Regions from separate parts of the Mus musculus genome. Here all the other regions are linked to region 1. The links are chromatin contacts, called in public HiCAR-type, HiChIP or PLAC-seq, Micro-C and promoter capture Hi-C maps. All regions are on one chromosome and are shown on one strand. Each heading gives the region's core, a stretch centred on a gene start, on an enhancer-like site or on the middle of the called end of the contact. The rest is flanking DNA. Distances are from core to core; before and after follow the strand shown.

Region 1 (3,382 bases), core at 110-2,609:
GACTCCAGGGGCCACACTGCAATCTCAGCTAACACCAAGGTAAGAGGTGGCGCGTTCGTTCTCCTGCAAGCTAGTGCCGTCGCTCCACCAGCCCAGTCCTCTTCCCCGCCAGATCCGCGGGACGCTCCAGCCGCCCACGGAATTGGGACACTGGGACACGGTGGCTTTCTCCCCATGCACCATAGCCACCGGGTCGCCCACGCGCTACGATCACTCCGGCCCAAAGGGTCTCGAGACTTGTCCACCTAAAATATAGTGGACTGAGTGCGCCCACCCCACGGTCCGGACGCCCGAAGACTAGTGGGGAACCGCTGTGCGCCCCTGGCGGTACCGCAGTGCCGGGACCACACGCACTTAAGGCCGACTCAAGGGCCGAGGAGCCACCTCGGAAGGCTGTAGAGTTCCAATGGAGGGCAATCCTTGTCCTAACCAAGGACTCTTGGTGACCCCCGGATTCCGCCCATACACCCCACCCCATCTGCAGAAATCTACAGGGCACTAGCGCGACACTCACGTTAGTCGGGGCACCTGCTGGACGCAGTGTCTTCTCCCTTCCCGCCGGGCCGGACGCGAACGTGGAGAAGGACGGGAGCAGAGCGTCGCTGACAGCCATGTCAGACTCGCCAGGTGGCTGCCTGCGGGCCGGGCGGGGCGCACAGGGACCAGGAGTCAGGGGACACCCTGGCCACTGCTCCGAAGCTTCCCTCCAATCCTCACCCCTTTCTGTTCCCAAGTCCAACATCTCACCTACCTCATTAATGTGGGGGCCCAGAAGGTCCTCCGGAGTCCGAAGAAGAGAGAGGGGTACCTGAGCCCCAAAGTCAACGAAGATTAAAAACTTTAGAAACAAAACCTCAAACCAAAACCCCCAGATTGCCCGAGATCCTTCTTCTTTGGATTCAATATAAACCGGCGATGTCTTTAAAAAAGTTCCTTTGTATACAAAAATTCTTAGAAAAGTTGTAAACTCTTATAAAAATAGACAATCAGCAAGGCAGATAAGTAGGTCCGATGGCCAGGCTGCACGCTCTTGGACTCAGCAGTGTCCCCCACCGTTGTCGCGGCCACTGTGGCTGTCGGCGGCGCGGGGGCTGTGGTCCGGGCGGTGGGCGGGCGGCGCCGCCAGGTGAGAATGGCCGCGGTGGCGCGGAACTGCGAGCTGGGCGGTGGCGCGGGGTGCGGAGTCCTGGGGACTGTGCCGGGTGCGCGCGGCCATGGGCGCGGGTCACGGGCGGGTTGCTGGGTGGGGGGCTGGAGGGGCGGGGAGGGGCACTCGGCGGCTCCGGGTGCCGCCGCCGCCCGCCACCGCCTCTGCTCCCCGCGCGCCCGGAGCCGCGCTCGCTCTCTTGGCCGGGGAACTGCCGGCGGCCGCCGCGCGCTTCTTACTTATAACTTCTCGCTCGCTTGCTCCCCGCCTCCTCCCTGTGGCGGCGCGCGGGGCTCCGCCGCCAGGCCCCGCCCCCTGCCTTTCTTCTCCCCGCCTTCCCGCAGCCCCCACTGCGCGTTGCCATGGTAGCTAAATAAACAAACTCCGCGCACGTGGGGGCGGGGGCGAGGGAGGGGCGCGGGCGGGGCGGGGCCAGGCCGTGACGCCAGCCAGGCAGCTGGCGGGCTGGAGCCGTGCTGACGCCGGCGGCGGTGGCGGCGACGGCGGCTCCGGCGCTGGGAGTACGGCGTGGCTCCCGTGGCCGCGCTACTCGGGGTCCTCTGGGCGGCCACGGTCGGTTCCCTGGGCTCGAAAGTCCTGCCACGGGAACCCTGGCGGGGGACAGGAGGTTGGGGGTGTGTGTGTGTGGGGGGGAAGAGGCGGCGCGCCCCTACCCCTGCTCGCGTACGCGCTTGTCCTGTCGTCTGCGCACTCGAGAGCGCGATTATCCGCGTGACTCATCCAGCCCGCCCTCTCTCGCATACGCACGCAGACGCCGGGCCGTGTCGGCGCAGGGCCTGGCCTGGCGCGGGTGCCAGTGGGGCCTCCCGTAGGGTGGGGGTGAGGGCCGGGTGATTGGGGGGGGGCGCTAGGAATCTCAGAAGCTAGGAGAAGGGGTTCCGCGCCTGCTATGAAAGAGAGCGGCCGGGATTGGGCACGTAGTCATCTTGATAATGGAAGGAACAAGGAAGGCGTTCCAGATTTACATTGGGGGTGGGGGAGTGGGAACGCGGAGAGGGACCGAGGCGCGGAGATACCTTTCACCAGGGATCTCAAAGCTCTTTACAAGCTACGCACTCGCACTCTTCATTTTGAAGATGAGAAGTGAGTCATAAAGAGGTGAAGCGGCGAGGTAAAGGTCATAGGACAACTCGCTCCCATCAACTTAGGTTCTGAGCTAGCCAACCCACTCAAAGGGACTTCACTGGGAGGTGATCCTGCGCTGGGAAGAGGAGCGCTGCAATGGGACCCTAGTGCTCCAAAGTGGCACCTCAGGCCCTTGCCTACCGGGAGGGGAAAAGGCAGTCTTTGTTTTAGTCTTATTACTCCTTTTCCCATTCCCCACTACCCTCAGTAATTTTCCAGCCGGGAAAGGTTTTCGCCCTCATCTCTACCAAGTACTTAAAACAAAACAAAAACCGTGAGTGTGGTGTTCAGTATAACTCGCTAAACTAGGTTTACTTTTTTTTTTTTTTTAAGGCTAGGTGTTTATTTTGGATTGGGGAGCAGAGTTGGGCTCCGCCGCCCTCATGGTTGAACCCTGGCGGAGACAGCTGAGGGCGGGGACTGAAGAAAGGCACTCGGGAAAGGGGGTCGATGCTCCAGCATAGGCAGCGTGTGCACTCGCTCCTCTCGGGGCGTCGGTGCCACGTCCTCTGTCGTTTCACCTGTTTGAGTCCCGGAATCCTTGGGACCTATATTAGTTTTCTTCGGAATATTTGTCATCCTGAATTTTCCACTTCTGGCCGACCACAGAAGCGCTCTTGGAATGCATCTCTTCCCAATGAAGTGGGGCTGCCCAGTCAGTCTGTCAAAGGCAGGGCTCGAGCTGGGAGCCTTTGAGGAAGGACTTTTCATCCTTTCTCTTGGTTTTGGCAGAGGACTAGGCGCGCTAAGGGGTGGGGAAGAGCCCGACTTCGCCTGGAAAGTGGCGCTCCCCCTTCACGTGACCTCGAGGGGTTCATCCCCATTCCCTTGGAACTAGGCCAGTTTAACTCTGAAAATATTACTCGTTCAAACAAAGGAACAACAAAAAGAACACCTGTTCCCACCCCTTCGCCCCCATTGTGGTGTCAAGAAAGAAAGAAAAAAATTCTGGCTTGGAAAGCTAGGATTGAGCATTACTTTGTAAAGTGAGCCACTTTAAGGCCAAGGTCTCAAACCCTCGATGAACTTAGATGAGGATGTAAACACATAAAGTCAGTCAGGGCCCTAAACTCTTTCAGCTCGGTGGTT
Region 2 (3,198 bases), core at 132-2,631, 1.8 Mb after region 1:
TGTAATGCACAAGGAGCAGCCACCACAAAGAACGATCAAACCCGCTGTGAGAAGCTAAGAGACCCCCGCTCCCCAATCCAAAAACATAAGGTTAAGCATGAGAGCTTTGCAGAATATGCATCTTTTTCCCAACCAGGATTTCCAATTCATCCGCTTCGACATTTGCAAGATGGATCATCTTGCAAAAATAGTTCTTTCTGTGAGGCCCGAGTGTCAACTTCTGGAGTTTCGGAACTCACAAAGACTGCCATTAAACAAGAGCAGCTCACCACCGCTCTGTGGAGTTGCTTTTTTCAAAGCCTCAGCAGACGTTCTCCTGGGCACAAACACAGACCCAGAAAATGACTGCCTAATTCTACCTTCCTGACAAAATGGGAGCCATGAGGGTCTCTAACTGAATTAAAATCACATCACGCCAACTGCTCGCTTGCTTTATGCCGGGCACGGAGCCAAACACCTCCACACCATTTATCCTACTTAATCCACCACCAACCAGGCGAGGTGGGCATTATTGCTGCCTGCGTGCAGTGGAGGAAATGGAGGATCAGAGAGGTTAAACGACTCGTCCAAGGTCACCAGCTGGCCAAGGGGAAGAGCCCAACTTGAACCTAGGTCTAGAGTTTCCCAACCACAAGTTCCCTGTACCTTCACGGAACACCCAGGTGTCAAGTTATCTTAACTTCTCATGAATTTTTTAAAGGCAACCCTCAAGTTCGTAATAAGTTTAGGAGGCAGCAACCGGGGGCGGGGGTTTCCGGGCGCGCTCTCTCCCTGCACAACGCAGCAGTGTCACACCGCAAGTTACCAGAGAAGCCACCCCGGTCGCCCGCGGAACGGGGCGGATTGGTTTGGCACTGGAGTTCGTGCCAGGCCCAGGAAATGCCATCTTTGCAATCTGAAGGGGAATTCGCCCCGGGTGGCTGAGCTTCGGGGACCGCGGAGAGCTGGATCCCCGCAGCGGTGCGCCCCCTCTGCCGGGCTGCGGATACCTCGGCGCCAAGCCCAGGGCTCGGCCAGACTGGAGCGCACGCCCACGCCCGCGCCGCTGCGTCCAGAACGCCCAGCCTTTTGCCGCCCACGCCCGCGCCCCGCCCCAGCCCCGCCAGGTGATCCGGGCCTGCGCCCCCCGGATGCCCGACGTGGCGCGGAGACCTGGGGCTACCAGCTCAACCGCTAGTCCTCCCGCGTGTCCGCCGAGCCCCGGACCGGGTGGGGGTTGGGTAAGCCCCGCGTGTCCGCGATCGCAGCAGCCCGCGCTCCGACCCTCCCCGCAGAGGACCCAGTCTCCCATACCTGCAGCATCCGGGGGCGCGGGGCGCCCAGGTAGGTCGCGCGGGCGGGCGGCACTGAAGCTCGCTCGCGCCGCGACCTGGCCGCCGTCTGAGCATGCCCAGTGCAGCCCGCGGGCGGCTCCCGCCGGCCCGGCTGTGGCCGCGACGGGCCCGCGCGCGGGGCGGGGGACCCGGGACAGGGGCGGGCCCGGGGCAAACTCGTGGGACGCTGCCACTGGCCTCCGCAGACCACCTGCCAAACTCCCGCAGACCTCCAGGTCCCCTGGCTCACGCACGCAGCCATTCGTGCTTTTAGCATTTATTGAACACCTACTGTGTGCCTGGCTTTCCCGGATTGCATGCCTAAGAATGGCAAGGGCTTGGCGCTCAACGAATCTGAAATGACAGCGAGCCTTGCGCGGTGGCTTCGTGGCTGAGTTGGGGGTCTCGCTGACTCCAGCGGCTCCGTGGCTGAGTTGGGGGTCGCAGGGCTCCTTTGCTGGTCCTAGGACACCAGGCAGGTTAGCCCTTCCCAAAGCCTATAGGGCCCCTAGTGGCGGGCGTTCCAGCCGGCCTCTTCCGCCTCCTCCCACACCTGTCTTCCTGCGCTCCGACTGCACCTTCCTCCCCATCATACCCTCTGAACTTGACCCGCCTGGAGACCTTTACACTGCCTTTCCCTCGAGGTAGGACGTCTTTTGCCCTGCTTTGCTGGTGTTTCGAGCCCTCTCACCATTCAGGTGCCTCTTGTAGGAGAGACCTTTCTGGCTACCTTTCTAAATTAGCCCTGACCTCTTGCTCCCTCTCCAAGTCCATTACCGCACTCCAAGCATGTATCACTTATCCATTCAACAGTTACTTACGTTCTTCACACTTAATATATAGACAAAATCTCTGCCCCTTGTTGGGAGTTTAGAAGGGACTTTCTCGCAACAAACAACAGGTCCGTAAACAACGCAGGGTATTAGGTGATAAATTCTAAGAACAGGGGAAAGGAGCCAGGCAAGAAAGATAGGGGGTGGCCCGGTGAGAGCTGGTGGAACAACCAGATCAGGTGACAAATACCATTCAGTCACGCAGCTAAACAAGGAAGCTTTCTTGGGACGATAAAGCCGGTGCAAAAACAAAACAAAAACAAAAACAAAAAAACCTCAAAACAAAACGAGCGCAAGCTTTGTGCCCGTGAAACGGAAGGGCGAGCGGAGGGGCTGCTGGAGTATGTTGCCGGCTGTCTCTCGCGACTTAGATTTCCCCCTTAAGGAGTACCTCCCCTCTGTGTCAGCTCGGTAACTCCGCCTCTCAAGAGACCCAGCCTCTAAACGACGCTTGGCTTCCAGTAAGAACTAAAAACGTTTTGTTGAATGAATATGATAACAAAAGGATGGAGAGATGGTTAGGATTCTATGGTCGGACCTGGGTGCTAGATATCCCGAGAACCTTTTGTTCCCATGTCACCACGAGACCCTCAGCCGTGCCTGACTTCCTGGCTTAGATCCCGGTCTCTGTCCCAAGGTAGTGCACCGCTGCAGGCGCCGCCAGAACCTCGCGTCCGGGGAATTCCTACAGAGCCCGGAGTCCTAGGGGTTGCACTGTCCTGGCCCCGCCTAGGATCGCACGCAAAACCTGGAGCTCGGGCGCCAGGGCAGCACTTTTCGGAGTGGCGGGGAGAGCACTGGGCATGCTCGGAGCCATGGGAGCCCAGCGTCCGGAAGGAAGAACCCCCAGAGGGATTGGCGAAGCTGCCCACTGAGTCCCACCTGGCCGTCAGTCTTCTACTTCCCTGCAGGGAGTACTGGGTCACCCTCCTCCCCCAAGCATGGTGGGAAGACTTGAAATTCAGAGACAGCTGACTGAACACAGTGTCCTCTACCAGCTGCTGTGTGATCTGCTACCAAAGCCTTGCGCTCTCTGTGCCCTAAATAATACA
Region 3 (3,589 bases), core at 455-2,954, 1.2 Mb after region 1:
GGGTCACCATGAAGCTGTTGTATGGCATTGTGCCAATCTTTACTGCCAGCAGAGATGGTCACATGAAGATGTCCACCAGAGTAACTCACCTGGGCTGTGTGCTGTGTTTCAAGCACTCCCCCACTCACAATCCTCCCCAAAGACAGGCAGTGTTTAAAGACAGGTACCCGGTACATCCCAATCCTTCCCTCACATGTCCCCATCAGTTTCTAAAAATGCATTGTTCCAGTCTTGACATTTGTGTCCCCAGCTCTCTCCTGTCCATGAGCCCTCTCCCTGAAGTCAATACCAAATGCCTGTCAAATGTCAGAAGGCGGTGTGCTTATCCTAGTGGCTGGACCGCTGGCTTCCACAATTGTGCTGCTATCCATTGCCTTTTTACAGTGTGTGCTCACCTCTCCTAGCAAATGGAATAAATGCCCAGAACACCGGACGATTGCACGGGAGACCCACAGACCCCAAAGCCAAGGACTGCCAGAGTGCTTGATGTGGCCCTGCCTTGCTCAGCAGAACAGCTTGTTCCAAGGCTTAGAATCTCTGAGAAAGCCTCTATGTGGCTTCCAGGGTCACACTGCCACACACTCATAAATCACAGCAGCACGTCTTCCGAAGCACCTCTTCACAACTGGAATTTGTGCAACTCATGTGAGCCAGAGAACTGGGCTTGTGGGCGTGGTCTTCTGTTGGTAAGTAGAAAGATGTCAGTGCTAGACCAGTGTTAGCAAATGCCACGGGCTGAAGGAGCTGAAGGGGGTTGCAACCCCATAAGAAGAACAACAATATCAACCAACTAGAATCCACCCCCCAAAAGCTCCCAGCGACTAAACCACTAACCAAAAAGTACACATGGAGGGACCTCTGGCCCCAGCTGGATATGTAGCAGAGGATGGCCTTATCGCGCATCACTGGGAGGGGACCCCCTTGGTCCTGTGGAGGCTCCATGACCCAGGGTAGGAGAATGTTAGGGCGCTGAGGCAGGAGTGGCCAGGCGGGTGGGGGAACATCCTCATAAAGGCAGCGGGGAGGGGATGCAGGGTTTGTAGAGGGGAAACTGGGAAAGAACAATAAATAAAATAACCAATAAATGGGGGGGGGGGGGGAGAAAAAATGCCCGGCCTGGTTATCTTGTTTTCCCTGAAGAAAGCTTGAAACTCAAGATCCTAGCACCATGCAAACCGATAGTCTCGTCATCTCAGGGCAAATTGGGCTCGCTCGTCCCTTACAGTTCTCAAAGTCAGCACGGTGAACTGGATATATATCACTACAGCTCACGGAACATATCAGAAACAGCAGAGGGAAGAAAAAAAAAAAGATAAGAACCAAGAATGTATCTTCTGAGACAGCAAAGATGTATTCCAGCACACTTGGGAACACAAATGTCTTCCTTGATTGCTAATAAACCCGGGCCTGCTTCTCTTTTCCCATAGCTAAGGACAGAAGCCTTCTCATCAAGACACGCATTGGCTGTCAGTCAAATGTATGCCGTGTGCACAGATATGAAGCCAACAAGACTTAGGTGCCCCAAGAGGAACTAGGCAGAAAAAAAAAAAAAAAAAAAAGAATGCCAGGGCAGGGGCAGGGCAAGGCAGGCCAGGCCAGGCACTGACTCTTAAGTAACAAATTAAGTGTTGCAGGGGTTGAATCCAGCAGCCAAGCTTGAGAAATGGCCATGAAAACGATCAATGATGGAGCTCGGGCTCCTCCTAGTGGTGAATTTTGATTACTGCCAGGAGGCATCCTCTCCACCCACACAGAGACGTCAGCCCCACCCAGGGAGTCACTAGGTCAAGTCTTCAGTCCCGAGCCGGTGAGAGACTCCCATGGGTCGGGCTCTGGGCTAGCGCTGTCAGGTCGTTAGTCTTATTAAAGATCACATTGGCTGAGTGTCATTAGACACAATTTATAGATGATGAAAGAAAGTTTTAAAAAGCTTTTGCCTTGCCCAGAGTTACACAGAAGAATCCAGGAAGACCTGGGGAATCCCCAAGTCAAAGCTTCTCCCCCAACGCCACGCTGAGTACAAAGTGCTGCGGATGAGGAGATGAAGCCCTGATGTGTCCTTCATGTATTTTAACTGGGCAGGCTGACTCCTATTAAACAATCAGAACACAAAGCCGCAAGCGCTACTCACACGGTGGGGTGGGGGGGAGTAGGAACAGTTAATGAGCTGGGACCCGGGGCACTGTCCTTCTCCAGCACCTTTTCGCCCTTCAGAGTGGCCTGCCATCCAGCGTCCACCACACTCTTGCATCCCCTCTGCCTCAGCATCCTTCCTGCTGCAGCATCCCCCTGTCGCATCCCTCAACCTCCAGCATCCCCTAACCTTCTGAGACCGCAGACACTGACAAGGAGCTCATGTGTAGACCAATGCATCCATCACTAATGAAGAGAGCTGAGAGAATGGCTTCCCTCCAGCCCTGCAACCAGATAAGAAATAAGATCCTCATTCAAATAGCTGGAGGGGAGAAAAAAAATACCTCAAAAGAAGAGTTTAAAAAATAAAAAAAAAAAAAGAGAGAGAGAGTTTAAAAGGTTTGACCACTCACATCGAGGGAGATCTAGAATCCTGTGGGAATTTGACACCGACAGAGTCAGGCTGTCATTTGGGCTGGTTGATTGCAGTGACAGGTTAAGCACGGCTTGTGGCAGGAAGACCTTGGCATCTCTCCATACAAAGAATTGGGATGCCATTTCTGTTTGCTACCGGTGACAGGCTATCTCACAACATTGAACATCAGTAGCGGAATTCATCGCTGGGAGCCTGCTTTGCATGCATATAACACAATGGCACCTTTTCTTTTTTTCTTCTTCTAGGATCCAGATGCATATAAAAACACTTTATAGAAACGGTATCGCATTATGCATGCAGCTTTGCAAACAGCTCTTTTCACCCACACTAAAAATACTTCTTCATATTATTTAAATATCCTATTTTGTGGGGCTTGGGGGTTATGGTTTGTAATTTGAGGGTGTTTTTGTTTTGTTTGGGGTTTTTTTGTTTTGTTTTGTTTTGGATTGGGTTTGTTTTGTTTTGTTGAAGCTGGGTCACATCCCAATCTAATGTGGGATTCATTATGTGGATGAAGATGACCTTGAATTTCTGATCGTCCTTCATCCACCTCGGAGGGTGTTAAGATTAATGACATTCACCACATCACCTGGCTAAGGAGAGATGCTAAGGAGAAAACGCACGGTTTTGCATATCCTGGGCAAGCACTCTTCCAATTGAGCTCCACCCCCAGCCCAGTTCAGCTTGCCTGTCTGATGGTCAAGTTCTCTCTGCTTAGTCCAAGCTGGCCTGGGATTCACTATGCAGCTAGGCTGGCCCCAGACTATCAATCCTCCTGCCTCAGCCTCCCAAACACTGAGATTACAGTAGTGTACCACTACTATACCCTGTGCATGCATTGTATTTTAGCATTGGCTAGCTCTCCAATTTGTAGATTGATCTAACTTTAAGGCATATACATATAGACATTTGAAAATGGAAAGTGACCTTCATGTGGCTTTGGTATTTTGTTATAAAAGACTTTGAGGGGAGGGGAATCAAAGTGTTTGCTGAGTCTTCACCTTTCACAGTTAAATCAGT
Region 4 (3,321 bases), core at 416-2,915, 1.4 Mb after region 1:
AAGTGGAAAACCTCCGGGCCCCTGTATTTAACTTAAGAGTAAACAACAGGAGCGGAGCTACAGCTCAGTATCTACAGCACAAGCCCACTAACACTTGGGTTTGGTCCCCAGCACAAACAGATTTGACAGCCACAGATTTGACAGTAAGCTATTCATCTTTAAGGCGGTCACACTAACTGAACCTGTGGCCCACAACTGTGAGAAGTGTACACTTACCTCTGTGTATGTCTGTTCCATTAGGATATGCTAATTTATGAGGCTGAAGGTACAACTCAGTAGCACACATGACACCCCCAGCACCACCACCCCCGCAAAAGTACTCCTATACACCCCGAAGAAAAGTACCTGACAATGTCTTCAATCAACTTTAAACAAGAACCAAGAGATGACCTCATGATCCTGGGACCAATTAGCAATCTACCTTTGGCAAGTTTAAACCTGCTCTAGCAAAGAAAGGCAATTACTTTGTAACGTTAATAATCTCAGGGCATATTCACTTTTTCAGTAACAAAGTGAATAAAGGTGAAATAGTATGGGGTGTATACACGCTAGATCTCGCGCTGTCTAGGATCTCGCTATTCCAGCGTTGCATTCTTAGCCCCTGTGGTAGTTTACCAACCAACATTCTTAAGATTCTTAAGCATTAAATAACCACTTCACTTTAACCTTGCCCGATAAATATGTGAACTAACCAGCCTGCGACGTAGTCTGAGTCAGGAATTCGCCTCTAAGATTATCTTTGCGATTCCTTCCAATTCTGAAGTTCCTCGATTGACACCTGGTATCTCTCTCCTTTAACGCAGTCCATTGCTAACGTAGACCGGGTCGCAATGGCCCCCACATAAGTAATACAGTTCTCGAAAGCGCCCAGAGTCACACACAAACTAGGGTGAAAGAACTGAACTCAGCCAAAGGACCTTTTCCCTAGCGGAGGGCGGGTTTCAAATCACACCCGCCTCTCTGGAAGGAAGCGCGCCAAGTCCCTCGGCCGTGGGAAGGCGCTCACTGGAGGACCTTTGGCCGCCTTGTCGCGGCGTCCCGGGTCCCGCCAACCTCGCACGCACTCCCCCATCTCACTCACCCACAGGCTGCTGAAGTAGTCGAGGCCGCGGCAGATGAGCGCGCCCGCGTGCGCCAGCAGCACCTGCACGCCCAGGTAGCTGCCCAGGCAGTAGAGCCCATAGAGCAGCGGGCCGCCCGCTCCCAGCAGCAGCAACAGGCGGCGGCGGCGCAGCGCCTGCTCGCCCAGCGCCTCCACGCCGTAGTCGGCGAAGCAGAGCGGCAGCAGCAGCGCGGCCAGCACGATGGGCGTGTGCGCGCGGTGCAGGCGCCGCAGCCACAGGCGGCCCAGGCGCGTGAGCGAGCTCTTGAACGGGTGCAGGAAAGTGCCGCACAGCACGGCCCAGAGCAGCGGCCGCAGGAAGGCCTCGAGGATGAAGTACACGAGCACCGCGGCGCCGCAGCACAGGCACACGAACAGCACGGCGCCCGTGTTGTAGAAAGCCTGCTTGATGGGCTTATCGAAGCGCAGCGCCAGCGCCGCGGTACGCGGGGTCTCGCCCGGCCCGACCGTGCGCGGGGCCCGGGACTCTGGCCGGGGAGAGCCCCGCGGGCTGGGCGCCTCAGCAGGGCCGCCGCGGTCGGCCATCGCGCCTCTGCCTGGACCGAGGGGCGGGGCTGCGAGCGGGGGAGGAACGCGAGGCGGAGGAGGGCGGTGCAGCGAGGATTTGTGGGTTTTGTAGTTCCCAGCGTGCGGTGGAGCATGCGCCAGAACCTAAGGAAACTACAACTCCCAAGAGGCTGAACGCAAATGCCTCCGCCCTTGGGCCCAATGGTCCCACAGGGACCAGGTAACAAGTTTTGAGGGGGTCCAAGAAAATGGGGTTGGGAGCGGGGGCGGATACTTTAATTGATGTCAACTTTTCCGGAGACAGGATCTCAAAAGAGACTCAGAGATGGAAAACACAAGCTGTATGTCTAAAAACACTGATGCACAGACTTAGTTTAACTGATTTATTTAATAAATACTTATTTTTAATCGTGTGTATGTAACATGTGTGGGTGACCAAAGAAGCCAGAAGTGTCTAATCCCCACAGACAGAGTTACAGGAGGTTGTGAACAGCCTTATTTGGATGCTGGGAATAGACCTCAGGTCCTTTGGAAGAATAATACACACTCTTAAACACGTTTTAAAGTGTTCTCTTATGTATATGACAGGGTTTTAAGTAGCTATTGCCTGGTCTAGGTGCTTGGCTCCTACCAACTCATTTTATCTTTAGAACACCCCTACAGAGATGCTACTAGTCTTGTTTTGTAGAAAACAAGGGGCGCAGAGAAATTAAGTACCTGGCCTCGTACAGCTTCCAAGTAGGTGAAGCAGGTTAACACTGTGGACGCTTATTCTGTAGTTTTTCTGTCTATGCTAACTGAACTGAACAGGGGATCCTGTTAGGAGCCCTTTGATAGTATCTATTGAAAGGCTATGGGTGTAGATCAGTGGTAAACTGTGTGATTGTCCCATTTAATTCAACACGGGTAGATACAAACATGAAGACTGACTTCAGGAAAACGATATTAAAACGGTGTATATATACCGAGCTTCACACATGTCTTCCTAAGCGTGTAAGCCCTTCCACTCTCTCTCTGAGGGCCGCGGAGAAATGCCCTATTTCCTCCCATCCCTGCTAATTTACCTCTGAGCTCCACCTCTTCCTCCAGCTGGGTAGAATACTATTCACACAAGGCAAGCCTTGCCTTCCTCACTTCCTAGATTCCTAATGGATGACACCTGGGTTACAGCAGCAGCTGAAATGTTACAGACTCTGTAATCATGGCTGAATTTCTAGGGAACTTTTCTTATACTCACATGTAAAGTTCCTTAGAGAACCATAATGTGCTGTGACTATTAACCTTTTGTGCCTCATACAGATTTAGGAGCCTCAGTATGGGAGCAATCTAAATACCTCAGAATACCTATAGCAGAATGTTAAACAGCCACTCTTTGCTTTTAGTACCTGGGGGGTCAGGTCAGCAAAGCTCCCCACTGCAATGCTCTCTCTGGCAAGGGATAATGGAAATCAGAGTTCTTACTACAGGGTGCTTGTGGAAAAAGAACAAGCCCTGAGCAGTGCGGGGGTTCTTCCGCCCTAAGGAAAAAGTGTTGGGATCCAAGCCTGCTTCCTATAAAATACAGTGAAGAGGATTTTTATTTGGGAAAGAGACAGAAGGAAGAGATATAAGTGGAGAGAGGGAGGAAGGGAAAAAGAGAGAGCTGGCCTTTACATCTTTATGGAGTACGCAGTGTGGGAGGAGTCCACCAT
Region 5 (3,292 bases), core at 580-3,079, 1.9 Mb before region 1:
AAGGACTGCATGCCAGCCTCCCTTCAGCTGGCAGGAGTGAAGCTGGGCATTCCTCTCCTAAGCCCCAGCCAGGCCTGCGAGCATTGTTTCCTTAGCCCTGTCTAAACCATGTTTCCTTTTGTGTCTTTTATCATATACCTTGCATTTCTGTTCAGGTAAGAAAGGGTCATGTGGTGGTGGTGCACTCCTTTAATCCCAGCACTCAAGAGGCAGAGGCAGGAGAATCTCTGTGAGTTTGAAGCCAGACTGGTCTACAAAGCAAGTTCCAGAACAGCCAGGACTATACACCCTGTCTCCAGAAAAAATAAAGCAAAGCAAAGCAAACAAACAAACAAAAAAGGTCTATTGGGTGCACAGTGTGTGGCCTGCTCTTTGCTAAGGTCAGAATACAGGTGTGGTAAAAGAAGTTTTGATCTTAAGAAACCACAGTGTCGTTGGACTCTAGTAGAAACATAAAACATTGAAGTGTAAATATGATTCATCTAAAACAGCTCCTGCCTCTCCAAGGTCTTGATTCTTAACTGTCCTTCTAACTAGATATTCTTCCTCAACCCCTTTCATATAACCCTTACCCAGGTCATTCCTGCGTAATGTCAGGAAATTGCACCCCACCTCTTCGGAGTCTATTAACTCTGTGCAATTTAATTGTTTACTTTATTTCTTCCATTTACCTCATGCAATTTCCTCCTTTGTTAATTTTTTCATGTGTGTGCTTTGGTCGAGGGTATTACAATGTGTGGGCACACAAGTGGGGGCACCTGTGTGCTGGTGTGTGTCTGTGGTCACTTGGCTTTTATGTGGGTACCAGGTTCTGGGTATACAGACTCTGGTACTCATGTCTGCCCACTGATCTATCTTCCTCCTCCCTGATTTCTCTTACAAACTTTTCTTCTAACAGCCTCATGGATTTGTATTGTCATTTCCCACCTTAGATTGTAAGCTCTTTGAGAAGCAGGCCTTTTCACTGAGGATTTGTGTAGAAGGGCAGAACCGGTTCGTAAGGCTCATTCATACTCGTTTCCCTTTTATTCCATTAGGATGTGAACACCCAGAAGAATTTTTCTTGAGTCACCTAAATGGAGATGAAGCCTGCCTTTCTGGAGAACCTTTCCAAGTCTTCTCCCCAAGCTTTCTGGTCTGCACTGCCAGCTCCACCCGTCCTGAGCAGATTCTAATGTGCTGTCCCACTCTCATTTACTCCATGCTCTGGGGAGTTCAAACACAGGATTTAAGCTGTCCTCTGCGAGGTCTGCATTCATTCTATTTCATTGATGACACAGGTCACGGAAAAAGACTTGCTTACAAGGTAGCAAGATACTAGTAGGGCAAGGTTGACCAGGCAACAAAGCCCATGTGGTCCCATACCCACGTATCTGTAACTTCTTTCTACCCCTTGTCCCAGAGCCCTTTAAGGTTTCCACCACGCTCCCTGAAGACCCTTCCACATGTTTCCGCGGCCTCTCCATCCTAGCGTGTTTATTCCAGCTGGATCACTGGGCCTGGCCTACCAAGGCTAAGTGGAGAGACGCTGCAGGTGAAGGATGCGTCCCGGGCTGAGCTAGCTCCCAGGCTCTCCGCACGACCTGGCTGCTGGGTGCCCAATGGTTCATTGCAAGGCCCGCAGCGATGGCACAGGAAAAAGGATGCAAAGAAAGAAGCAGTTGCAGAAGGAAGACGCAGGCGGCCAGGCAGCGCTCCATCCTCTCCGCCGGTGCGGGTGTCGGCGCACGCATGCGCATGCGTGGCGCGCTCGCACCCCACCCTCCCGCGGGCCGCCCTTTCACCCTGGCAACCGCGGCTCGGTAGCGGCGCGCGCGCGGGTTGGGCGCGGACGGGCGGGATCTCTGCGGGACGGGACAAGGCTGACGGCGGCAGAGGTAGCGGGTCTCTAAGGCTCCTCCAGCTTCTCACTCAGCTCCGGTGACAAGTTCGGCCCGGAGGGCTTAGTCCCTAGCCATGGACTCGCAGAAAGTAAGCGGGGGCGCAGCGCGGGGCCGAGAGGGTGGGCGGGGCGCGCGGGGCTGGGCGCGGAGGACGAGGCCGGGCCTGGGACCCACCCGACCCGACCCGACCCGACCCGACGGGACCTGAGAGCCCGCAGGGAGCGATGGCCGCGCCCGGGACCCCGGACGACCTCTGTCCTGCTCTTGGCTCCGGGAAGGCACTGCGGGGAGGAAACCGCGAGCCGCACCCGGGTCTCTGCCGCCCTCTGCGGGCGCTAGGCCCCTTTCTTCCCGCTGCCCGCGGCGTGCTCCGAGGGTGGGTCCCTCCTCGGTTGGAGTGAGGACCAAGGCTCGGCCTCGCGTGGGGGGATCCCCGCCCGCGCGGAAGCTGGTGTCTCTTTTCTTCCACCGTGTCTTCAGCATGGTCTCTGCGCTGTAGGTCCGGGGACTGAATCTCCTTTGTACATCTGCCCACTGCCTTGCTAGTGGTTTATTTATAAGCAGATCTCAGTGTTTGCCTAATTGAGGAAAAAGGCAGTTGTCAGGGCCGCTGCCCCACCCTCGTCCTTCAGTTGGTGAGGCTGGCCAGTAGTCTTGTTTCGGAATGTTTAGTACTTTGAGAACAAGTTTAAGGAAAGAGTTACACAATAGCCTTTTTTAATTAAGCAAATAGTGCACTGAATACAATTGCAACTGAATTTTTAATATTCAGTAGTAATTCCTGTATTAAAAAAGTAAGCCACCTTGCTATCTTTGTTATGTTATAGTGTAATTGCAATACATTGCGGTATAGGAAAGAAAAACACAAGTGTTATTAATAATACATCAGGGAAAACAAGGGCATTTCTAAGAGGCCATTCTTTTTTTATTATTGCATAGAAAGTGCCAGAAAGAGTTAGAGAAAAACTGCAATTCTTACCTGGATTCATCTTTCTGAGCTTGCCTTGAGACCCATTCATTTGGGTATATCCAATTATTATTTCCACAACTATACTATAGTATCTTTTAAAGAGATTACTAGTATGTCTAAGAATGTGTATTTTGAGTGTGTATAAATTTAAAGGATTCTCTGTTAGGCTGATAAAACATTGCATGACTTATTAGAGGAAAGGCATCATGTGATATTTAAGTGGGCATTAGCAAAGGTCAAAAGGAAGAAGAGCAAGTGCCTGGAGAATCCGGAAAGATGAGTTTCAGGGTGCAGTGTGTTTGCTACCTGTATGCAGCGCACATTCCTCTCTTTCATCTTCTGTTCTGTAGAAATAAGAAAAGAATATACTATTAGAAAGTCTGGATAAAATACTCCATTCGGAAAACAGTATTTTCAAGTTTATGAATAATTAGTACTA
Region 6 (3,297 bases), core at 402-2,901, 1.6 Mb after region 1:
TCAGAGCTGGCGAGCCTCATTCTTGGGGAGCGGTGACATGCATGCTTTTTAAAAGACAACAGCTTTGGGCTGGGGAATGTTGGCACCTTTTCTATGAAAAGGCCTCGCGAGGATATTTTTGTGACAAAATGCTCTCCTATAGAGCACAGGAACCACAAAAATGAAACTACCATAAATTGAAGCTGTCTCCAAATTAACCCACAGGAAGCAGCATTAGAGCCTAGGCTAGCGAGGCTGATTTTTCCCATCTGAAACCCTTACAGGTTAAGTGTTCTCTCCTTAAATCCAACGAATTCCTACCACCCAGTTACAGACTGTCCGGAGGCCTAAACACTCCGGACAATCTGTAACTCATCTAAAGCTCAATTACTGCGGTGTCTTCAGTCATGCCCAAAGATTCCCGAAGGCACCGTCTGCCGCAGCGCAGTGGGCGCCCGTTAGTGCAGCGTTTGATAGGATCTGACTGGCCCCTTCGGCCAAAAAGGCTCTTTTGGCGGCTGGACTCCCTGTCGGAGACACTGGCGCTGGCCTAGCTTGCCACTGGAACTGGGCCCGGGTGCAACCACCTGTGGGTGTGTGAACCGGACGCAGGCCCTGGTGCTGCCACCCCGGGATGCCCTGAACGAACCACGCAAACTGCCGGGTGTGGGAGAGAGTGGGTAGGCCAGTCCAGAGGGGACCGGGGCCAACTCCCAGCACGCCAAGGCTTATCTCTCCGTTCAAAGCGGACCTGGCCTGAGTTGGCTCCCAAGTCGCTCCACTCCCTGCGAGGTTGTGAGCCAGGGAGCACTTTGGGATAGGCTCCCTATGGGGGCCATCCACGGGGAATCGGGAGAAGGCAGAGCGGCAAAACTGTTCCCTAAGCCTCTTCCCAAACTTGGGGCACCTGCTGAGCAGCAGGCAAGGATTTCTTCTCCACCAAGGCCTGATACCCAAAGCGGGATACCCCGGAACAGCCCTGCGTCGCTTGAAAAATTCTACTCAATCCAGCAGCCGAAGGCCAACATTGGCAGGGAATGCCAGCCACCTGCGCCAAGGGGAGGGGACGTAGGGACGTGTGCATGGGATAGCATGGGGTAGGAGTGAGGCACAAAAATCCTAGGTGGTCGCCAAAGAAGGGCGCCGCAACCCTGCGGTTGCAAGGTGCCAAAGACTGGGCCCCAGAGCATACCCGGGCTGGTGGTCTGGGAGGGTTCATGGCTGGGGAAGATTGGCAGAAGATGGGGGAGGGGTCCCCAAAAAACAGCCCGGGTAGCTTCCCAGAGAGAAAGAAAGACTGGGACAGGGGGTTCTGACCCAAGCAGAGCAGGCTGCTAGTGCCCCGCACGCGCCGCGTCACTCACCGGCAGGTCCACGCTCACTTCGGTTCCGTCGAGCAGGAAGACACGGCAGTAAAGGGTGGCCTTGGCAGCTCCCGAGGCGGAGATGTGCACAGCCGCGCCGCCGGTGAGCAGGGGCCCGCCGCCGGCCGGGAATACGCTGCCCCCGGGCGCGGCGGGCAGCACCGAGGAGCTGGCGGCGGCAGCCGGGCCCCCTCGCGGCCCCCCGTCGCGCTCGTCCCCCAGCCCGGCGGCCCCGCGCCCCGCCGCGCCCCGCGCGTAGCGCTGCATGGAGCGGCGGCCAAAGGTCCGGCGCAGGAACCGCAGCATCCTGGCCGGGGGCGCCCCCTGCCTCCGCCCCCTGCGCTGCCGCCGCGCCGCCGCCCGGGAGCGCCCGGCGCCGCCGTCAGTGCCCGCCGCGCCGCGCCGCCTCCCGCGGGCTGCGGCCCGGGGCTCGCTCCCGCCCCAGCCGAGGCCGCCGCCGCGCTCCGGCCGCCCGCGGGACGCGTCGGCCGGGCCAGCGCCCGCCGAGAGTAGCCGCGCGGGAGAGAACGCGCACAGGCGGCCCGGGGGACCGTCCCGCTGCTGTCGCCGCTGTCGCTGCCGCGCGCTTGGGGCGGTCGGTCGGTGCCGGCTGCTGCGTGGCCGCTGCCCCGCGAAGAGCGCCGCGGGGGGACCCGGCTGCGGGCTGCTCCCGCGCCGCGCGCCGGCCGAGGGCCAGCCGGAGCAAAGCGCCTGCGTGCTCCCGGCGCGCTCGCTCCCACTCGCGCCGCGCCCGGCCCGAGGAGGCCCCCGCCGAGCGCCCGCTCCCGGGGCGCCTTTTCCTGCGCCCGCAGCCCCCGCCTCCCACCTGGGAGGGCTGCACCTCCAGCCGCCGCCGCCGGCACTGCAGCACGCCCTCCTCCCCCGGGGCTGCGCCGGGCTTGTGCTGCCCCCTGCCGGCCCGAGCGCCCCCTGCTGCTGTAGGTGCGCTCACGTGCGTACACGTAGGTGAGCACACACGTGTTTCCGGGCGCGCAGGACCCCCTAGAAGTCCAAGAGTTCCTCCTGCTTGACCAGATGAAGAAAATAAGACTGTCTCCTTCCAGGGAAGTCTTACCCCTAGGGCAAAGAAAAACACGGCTCTTTCTGGAAGAAAAACAAAAACAAAAACAAAACACCAACCGTACTCAGTTTCTCCTTCTGCAGAAGTGGAGTAGGCGACCTAGAAGGTCCCTGCCACTTAATGAAATTCTATCTGCTTAAAATCTCAACCCTGGCTGGAGCTTTAACCTGCCAGTCCAACGGACCCGTTCCAAACAAGAAAATTGAGGCCTGCGAGGAGGGGAAGTACTTTTCCATACTCCTTTGGAGACACCCTGCTTCAAGGACCTCGCCCATGCCCAGAATTAAGGAAAGGTCCTGCATAAGCTATTGCTACTGAGAAGGTTGGTCAAGGTTGGACAGACTCCTGGGAAGCGAAGCAGAACATAAGAATGAATTGCATAGGGCACATGGAGCAAACTGGAGACAGCGAATTGCTAACAATCAATGCCCACAGGTTCAGGGTTTGCCCACAGACAAGTGAGTTGTCCTGTGTTGCAGAAAGGAATGTGGGAAATGAAGCTGAAAGGAGGCCAGGCCTTTGGGGAGAATAACACTACTGTTTATCAGGCCCTAATTTTGTGCCAGACATTACGGTAAGCCCTTTCCATATGTCTTAATTTAGCCTGTTAGCGTACAGGTTATTACCTGGATCATACAAAGGAGGAAACTGAGCTTTGGAGAGCTTAAGAGACTGACATACAGACTCATTGGGCTCCAGAGCTACTGGTGGAGCTTGTAACATGGTTGGCAAGCAAATGACAGTTTAAGAAAGAGTTGGGGAAGCAGTGACCTCAGCAAAGCACACAGAGAAGACAGGGGGTGAATGTAGGACTCATTCCAAAAGAGACATTTATTGAAAGCCAGGCATTGTCTTAGATTTCACCGTTTGCAT
Region 7 (3,499 bases), core at 493-2,992, 1.3 Mb after region 1:
CACAACCATTCATAATGAGATCTGGCGCCCTCTTCTGGTATGTCTGAAGTCAGCTACAATGTACTTACATATAATAATAAATAAATCAAAAGTAAATAAATAAATAAATGTTGTCTTTAGTATAAGAGTTGCCTTGGGGGCTGGTGAGATGGCTCAGTGGGTAAGAGCACCCGACTGCTCTTCCGAAGGTCCAAAGTTCAAATCCCAGCAACCACATGGTGGCTCACAACCATCCGTAATGAGATCTGACTCCCTCTTCTGGAGGGTCTGAAGACAGCTACAGTGTACTTACATGTAATAAATAAATAAATAAATCTTTAAAAAAAAAAAAAAAAAGAGTTGCCTTGGTCATGGTGTCTCTTCCCAACAATGGAAACCCTAACTAAGACCCACTCTAACAAAAATATTTACTGAGCTGCCATACAGAAAACAAGTCTTAGCAGGGAGTCAAGCAAAAAGTAAAGAGAGACCAGAGAGAGACTAAGATGCAAGAATCATGACGTGAAAACGTGGTAAACACGTATTCATGCCGAGTGCACACACACATCATATAACAATCCTCCACAAATAAGACCAGTGCCATGCTCCCATGAGAACGTGGCTTGCCCAGTGTCTCCCGGCCTGGTGAAAAAGGTCAGACTGGAATATAACAGTTAACCTGAAGCACTCACTAGGTCTTGATCACTGCTTCGTAGTCTTGCCCTCAAGCACATGCAAGCTGCCCAGGAGAAAGAGGCCATTAAGGGCTGAGTGAGCCAAAGGCCCTCAGGACTGGTTCACAGCGCGTGTCAGTGAAAGGTCCCTATTTACCTGCAACTTCAGGAGGTGTCCGGTTGGGGTGGGGCTCCTCATGGAGTGATTTAGAAGAGATGGTATGTGAGGCTCATGCCACCGGAGGGGACCTGCCTGATCCTCTGCTGGAGCTATCTGCGCATGCCTGCTCATACGACTCACTTCCTCCCCTCCCCCAACCCCTGCCCTCACTAAGCACAAGGAGACAAGGCTAAGGGACCATAGGACCTCATGCTGTTCTTTCCCTGTAAATCCCACCCCCCCTCCCCGCCCCGCCCCTCTTGCTTTCAGCAAGGGCTGCTAACAGGAACAATTCGAGACAGTCTTTCTGCTCTCTCTGCATTGCCCACTGTATTCTATAACAAGCTGTATAAGTGCCCAGAGAATAACGTGGTGCCAGGAAAACAGGATTCTCCTCTTACGAACTGGTTTGTTGCCTCTCAGCAAACAATGGGGGTTATATAACCCTTTCTTTCTCCCATTTTCGTCTTGCTTTCCAGGAAGTACAAAGATAAATTTACTACTTAGTTAAATATTCATCTTTGCCAAAGATTCTGGTATATTTTTTTCTCTGATTTTAATAGATTCACTTGACATGTCTTTTATTATGGCCCACTTCAAATCCTTTTTTATAATGGAAAAAAAATATAAACTACAAATAAAGTGAGGCCATCTCCTCTGCGTCCCACATAAAGCTGTTCCCTAAACCAACAAACGGCTAGAAGCCCAGAGTCCTCCCTCTCCTGTAGCTAAGAGCTACATCGTGTCTATCCAGCCACATCAGCAAGTATGCTCTCTGTTGTTCCTGCTCTCTGTAGCCCTATGGCACTGTCTGCATTTAGCTGTTTGTATGTAAACGCTTCACATGGCGTCTCCCTGCCTTCATCCTTCACCCTCTCTCACCCTCTCTTCTCTGCATCACCGACCTCAGTCAGTATGACATGTCAACGTTCTAACTGTGAACTGTTGTGAATGAGTCCTGTGTTTCAGGCTTAGGACTGGAGTCAGAAGGAGCCCCACCATTCCTAAAAGCCAACCCACGTCATTAATATTCTAGGATTTTTTTTTTTATGTTTTTATTTTTTGTATTTTGAGACAGGACTCCTCTGTTTTAGCTCTGGCTGTCCTGGAACTCTAAAGCAGGCTGGCTTCAAACTCACAGAGTGGGGGTGGGGGTGGGGTGAGGGATTAAAGGCATGCACCACCACCTTCTGGCTGGATAGCTTAACTCAAAGTAAACCTAAAGTGTTTTGTCAGGGATGTAGCTTGGTAGTGCTTAGCATAAAAAACAGCCCTGGGTTCAATCCCCAGCATTTTAGAAAACAAATTCCTAAGTTTTCCTGGGTGTAGTGGTACACAGCTGTAACCCTAGCATTTGGAATCCAGAAACAAGAGGATCACTCCAAGTTAAAAGCCAACCTGGTTTACACAGTGAGTTCCAGGATAACCAGGCTACCTGGTGAGACTGCCTCAAATTAAATAAATAATAAAAAAATACTTGCCATAACATTTGGAATAATGAAATAGCAATAGTCTCTAAAATAAATATTTACAGCTGGGAGCAGTGATGTCACCCATTCTACCAGCACTTGGGAGCCTGAGGCAGGAGGACTCCGACTGTGTTTGAGGGCAGCCTGGGCTAAGCGTGAGACCTGCCTCAAGAAGGAAATGAGAGCTGGGTGTGGACTCAAATGGCTTGCCAGAGGCAGAAGCAGAGTTCAAAGCCAGCTAGGCCACCAAAAGGAAGTTCCAGGTCAGCAAGGACTTTGCCTCCTAAAACAAACAAACAAACAAACAAACACACACACACACACAAAACAAACCAGCAAGCAAGCAGCGGAACACAAGGTGGATACACAGGTACCTGCTTGCTTGGCTTCGATGCAGGCGATGTTAATTTCTTCTTTCAAATCCCAGTTTTCGTTGGCTATAGCTTCCCCTACTTTAACAAATCTTCCAACTGCCAAGTTGACCGCTTGTCCCACACGCTGAATCGCTTGCAGGGTTTTATCAGACTTTTTGGTATTATCTTTATGGTTTATAAGTGTGGTGATCTGAAAATTAAAAAAAAAAGAAGAAGAAGAAGAAGAAACTTTTACCTCAATACTTAAAAATAAATAAATAAATAAAACTTTAAAAAAGATATCACAAAGACCAAGAAAATTAAACCCAGCATATCAGACCAAGCAAATCATTCGCCTTAGACCTTGCAGGCCAGGGGCCAGGAAGCAGAGCATCTTGCATCATTTCCCAGGACAATGCTTCTATTAATTGTGATTACAAGTTCACCTGAGGGCAGTAATCTGGGACATACACTTCCAGAGACTCTCCAGATCTTCCAACAAATCTTCAAGACTTGAGAACACGGCAGGGCAAATCACCGGCTCACAGCACACATTTTCCTCGGTTCTACCTAAGCTGCTCTGCATAAAGGCACCTCTCACCGCATTCCACTCCACTGCTCACACAGTAAATGGGTTATACATAATGGCACGTGTGCACTGGAGGTGTAGCTTAGTGGCAGAGCACTGGCCTGGCACATTTGAGGTCCTTGGTTCGATCCCTAGCAATGTAAATTGATACTTGACCACACAAGTTTACTGAACTCACTGACAGCTTTTGAATGACCAGTGCTACCCGGGCAGTAGTGGCACACGCCTTTAATCCCAGCACTTGGGAGGCAGAGGCAGGAGGATTTCTGAGTTCA

Evidence for each region. Promoter capture Hi-C pulls out the DNA fragments that hold promoters and counts their contacts. Hi-C and Micro-C count contacts between places; a contact is called where the count stands out from the background. HiCAR-type assays count read pairs that join an accessible place to other places. HiChIP or PLAC-seq counts read pairs in DNA pulled down with a chosen protein or histone mark.
Region 2: a Micro-C map of embryonic stem cells shows a contact between it and region 1, with 15 times the contacts expected there. The contact joins the promoter of Ptpn3 here to the promoter of Klf4 in region 1. A contact is called at or near these places in 1 of 39 promoter capture datasets (embryonic stem cells), 1 of 484 Hi-C or Micro-C datasets (embryonic stem cells) and 2 of 115 datasets of contacts at active chromatin or transcription factors (astrocytes and embryonic stem cells).
Region 3: a HiCAR-type map of fibro-adipogenic progenitors shows a contact between it and region 1, with 9 times the contacts expected there. The contact joins the enhancer-like site here to the promoter of Klf4 in region 1. A contact is called at or near these places in 22 of 39 promoter capture datasets (the 3T3-L1 cell line, 3T3-L1-derived adipocytes, the C10 cell line and 12 more), 5 of 15 datasets of contacts at CTCF or cohesin (the NIH/3T3 cell line, hippocampal excitatory neurons, large pre-B cells and 2 more), 64 of 484 Hi-C or Micro-C datasets (the 3T3-L1 cell line, 3T3-L1-derived adipocytes, the AML12 cell line and 43 more), 29 of 115 datasets of contacts at active chromatin or transcription factors (the NIH/3T3 cell line, Th17 cells, astrocytes and 18 more) and 2 of 9 other capture datasets (liver and macrophages).
Region 4: a contact with region 1 is called in an H3K27ac HiChIP or PLAC-seq map of embryonic stem cells, with 6 times the contacts expected there. The contact joins the promoter of Tmem245 here to the promoter of Klf4 in region 1. A contact is called at or near these places in 2 of 484 Hi-C or Micro-C datasets (embryonic stem cells and olfactory sensory neurons), 4 of 115 datasets of contacts at active chromatin or transcription factors (astrocytes, embryonic stem cells, memory CD8 T cells and 1 more) and 2 of 9 other capture datasets (embryonic stem cells and liver).
Region 5: a promoter capture Hi-C map of liver shows a contact between it and region 1, with 4 times the contacts expected there. The contact joins the promoter of Fsd1l here to the promoter of Klf4 in region 1.
Region 6: a contact with region 1 is called in a Micro-C map of embryonic stem cells, with 2.5 times the contacts expected there. The contact joins the promoter of Epb41l4b here to the promoter of Klf4 in region 1. A contact is called at or near these places in 1 of 39 promoter capture datasets (pre-B cells), 1 of 484 Hi-C or Micro-C datasets (embryonic stem cells), 1 of 115 datasets of contacts at active chromatin or transcription factors (pancreatic cancer cells) and 1 of 9 other capture datasets (embryonic stem cells).
Region 7: a contact with region 1 is called in a promoter capture Hi-C map of embryonic stem cells, with 4 times the contacts expected there. The contact joins the enhancer-like site here to the promoter of Klf4 in region 1. A contact is called at or near these places in 1 of 39 promoter capture datasets (embryonic stem cells), 1 of 484 Hi-C or Micro-C datasets (embryonic stem cells) and 4 of 115 datasets of contacts at active chromatin or transcription factors (astrocytes, embryonic forebrain, pancreatic cancer cells and 1 more).

The regions. Positions count from the first base shown.
Region 1 is chr4:55,531,116-55,534,497 of GRCm38.p6, forward strand. Klf4 (Kruppel-like factor 4 (gut)) reads right to left here and starts at 1,360. Exons shown (of 5, transcript NM_010637.3): 1 at 752-1,360; 2 at 515-635. The coding sequence starts at 756. Gm12506 (a long non-coding RNA gene) reads left to right here and starts at 1,595. Exons shown (of 5, transcript XR_390585.4): 1 at 1,595-3,382.
Region 2 is chr4:57,298,988-57,302,185 of GRCm38.p6, forward strand. It overlaps Ptpn3 (protein tyrosine phosphatase, non-receptor type 3), which reads right to left and starts at 1,382. Exons shown (of 26, transcript NM_001384115.1): 1 at 1,294-1,382. It overlaps Gm12536 (a long non-coding RNA gene), which reads left to right and starts at 752. Exons shown (of 3, transcript XR_003955208.1): 1 at 752-1,323; 2 at 2,784-3,198.
Region 3 is chr4:56,683,662-56,687,250 of GRCm38.p6, forward strand. All of the region lies in intron 5 of Gm34687 (a long non-coding RNA gene), which reads right to left. Among named protein-coding and RNA genes, the nearest start is that of Gm26144, 6.4 kb to the left of the region's middle. Within about 2 kb of position 1,705, at least 30 of the 459 cell types and tissues checked have an H3K27ac peak or open chromatin away from gene starts, as enhancers often do. A contact at or near this core is called in fibro-adipogenic progenitors, neural progenitor cells, neural stem cells and 2 more, where this site is marked.
Region 4 is chr4:56,945,764-56,949,084 of GRCm38.p6, forward strand. It overlaps Tmem245 (transmembrane protein 245), which reads right to left and starts at 1,666. Exons shown (of 18, transcript NM_001369260.1): 1 at 1,082-1,666. The coding sequence starts at 1,648.
Region 5 is chr4:53,629,642-53,632,933 of GRCm38.p6, forward strand. It overlaps Fsd1l (fibronectin type III and SPRY domain containing 1-like), which reads left to right and starts at 1,830. Exons shown (of 13, transcript NM_001195284.1): 1 at 1,830-1,971. The coding sequence starts at 1,957.
Region 6 is chr4:57,141,505-57,144,801 of GRCm38.p6, forward strand. Epb41l4b (erythrocyte membrane protein band 4.1 like 4b) reads right to left here and starts at 1,652. Exons shown (of 25, transcript NM_001355492.1): 1 at 1,344-1,652. The coding sequence starts at 1,649. It overlaps LOC108168956, which reads right to left and starts at 3,147. Exons shown (of 2, transcript XM_017320489.1): 1 at 3,102-3,147; 2 at 1,754-2,487. The coding sequence starts at 3,147. The coding sequence ends at 1,754.
Region 7 is chr4:56,845,154-56,848,652 of GRCm38.p6, forward strand. It overlaps Ctnnal1 (catenin (cadherin associated protein), alpha-like 1), which reads right to left. Exons shown (of 19, transcript NM_018761.3): 2 at 2,657-2,846. Among named protein-coding and RNA genes, the nearest start is that of Ctnnal1, 18 kb to the right of the region's middle. Within about 2 kb of position 1,743, at least 46 of the 459 cell types and tissues checked have an H3K27ac peak or open chromatin away from gene starts, as enhancers often do. A contact at or near this core is called in embryonic stem cells, where this site is marked.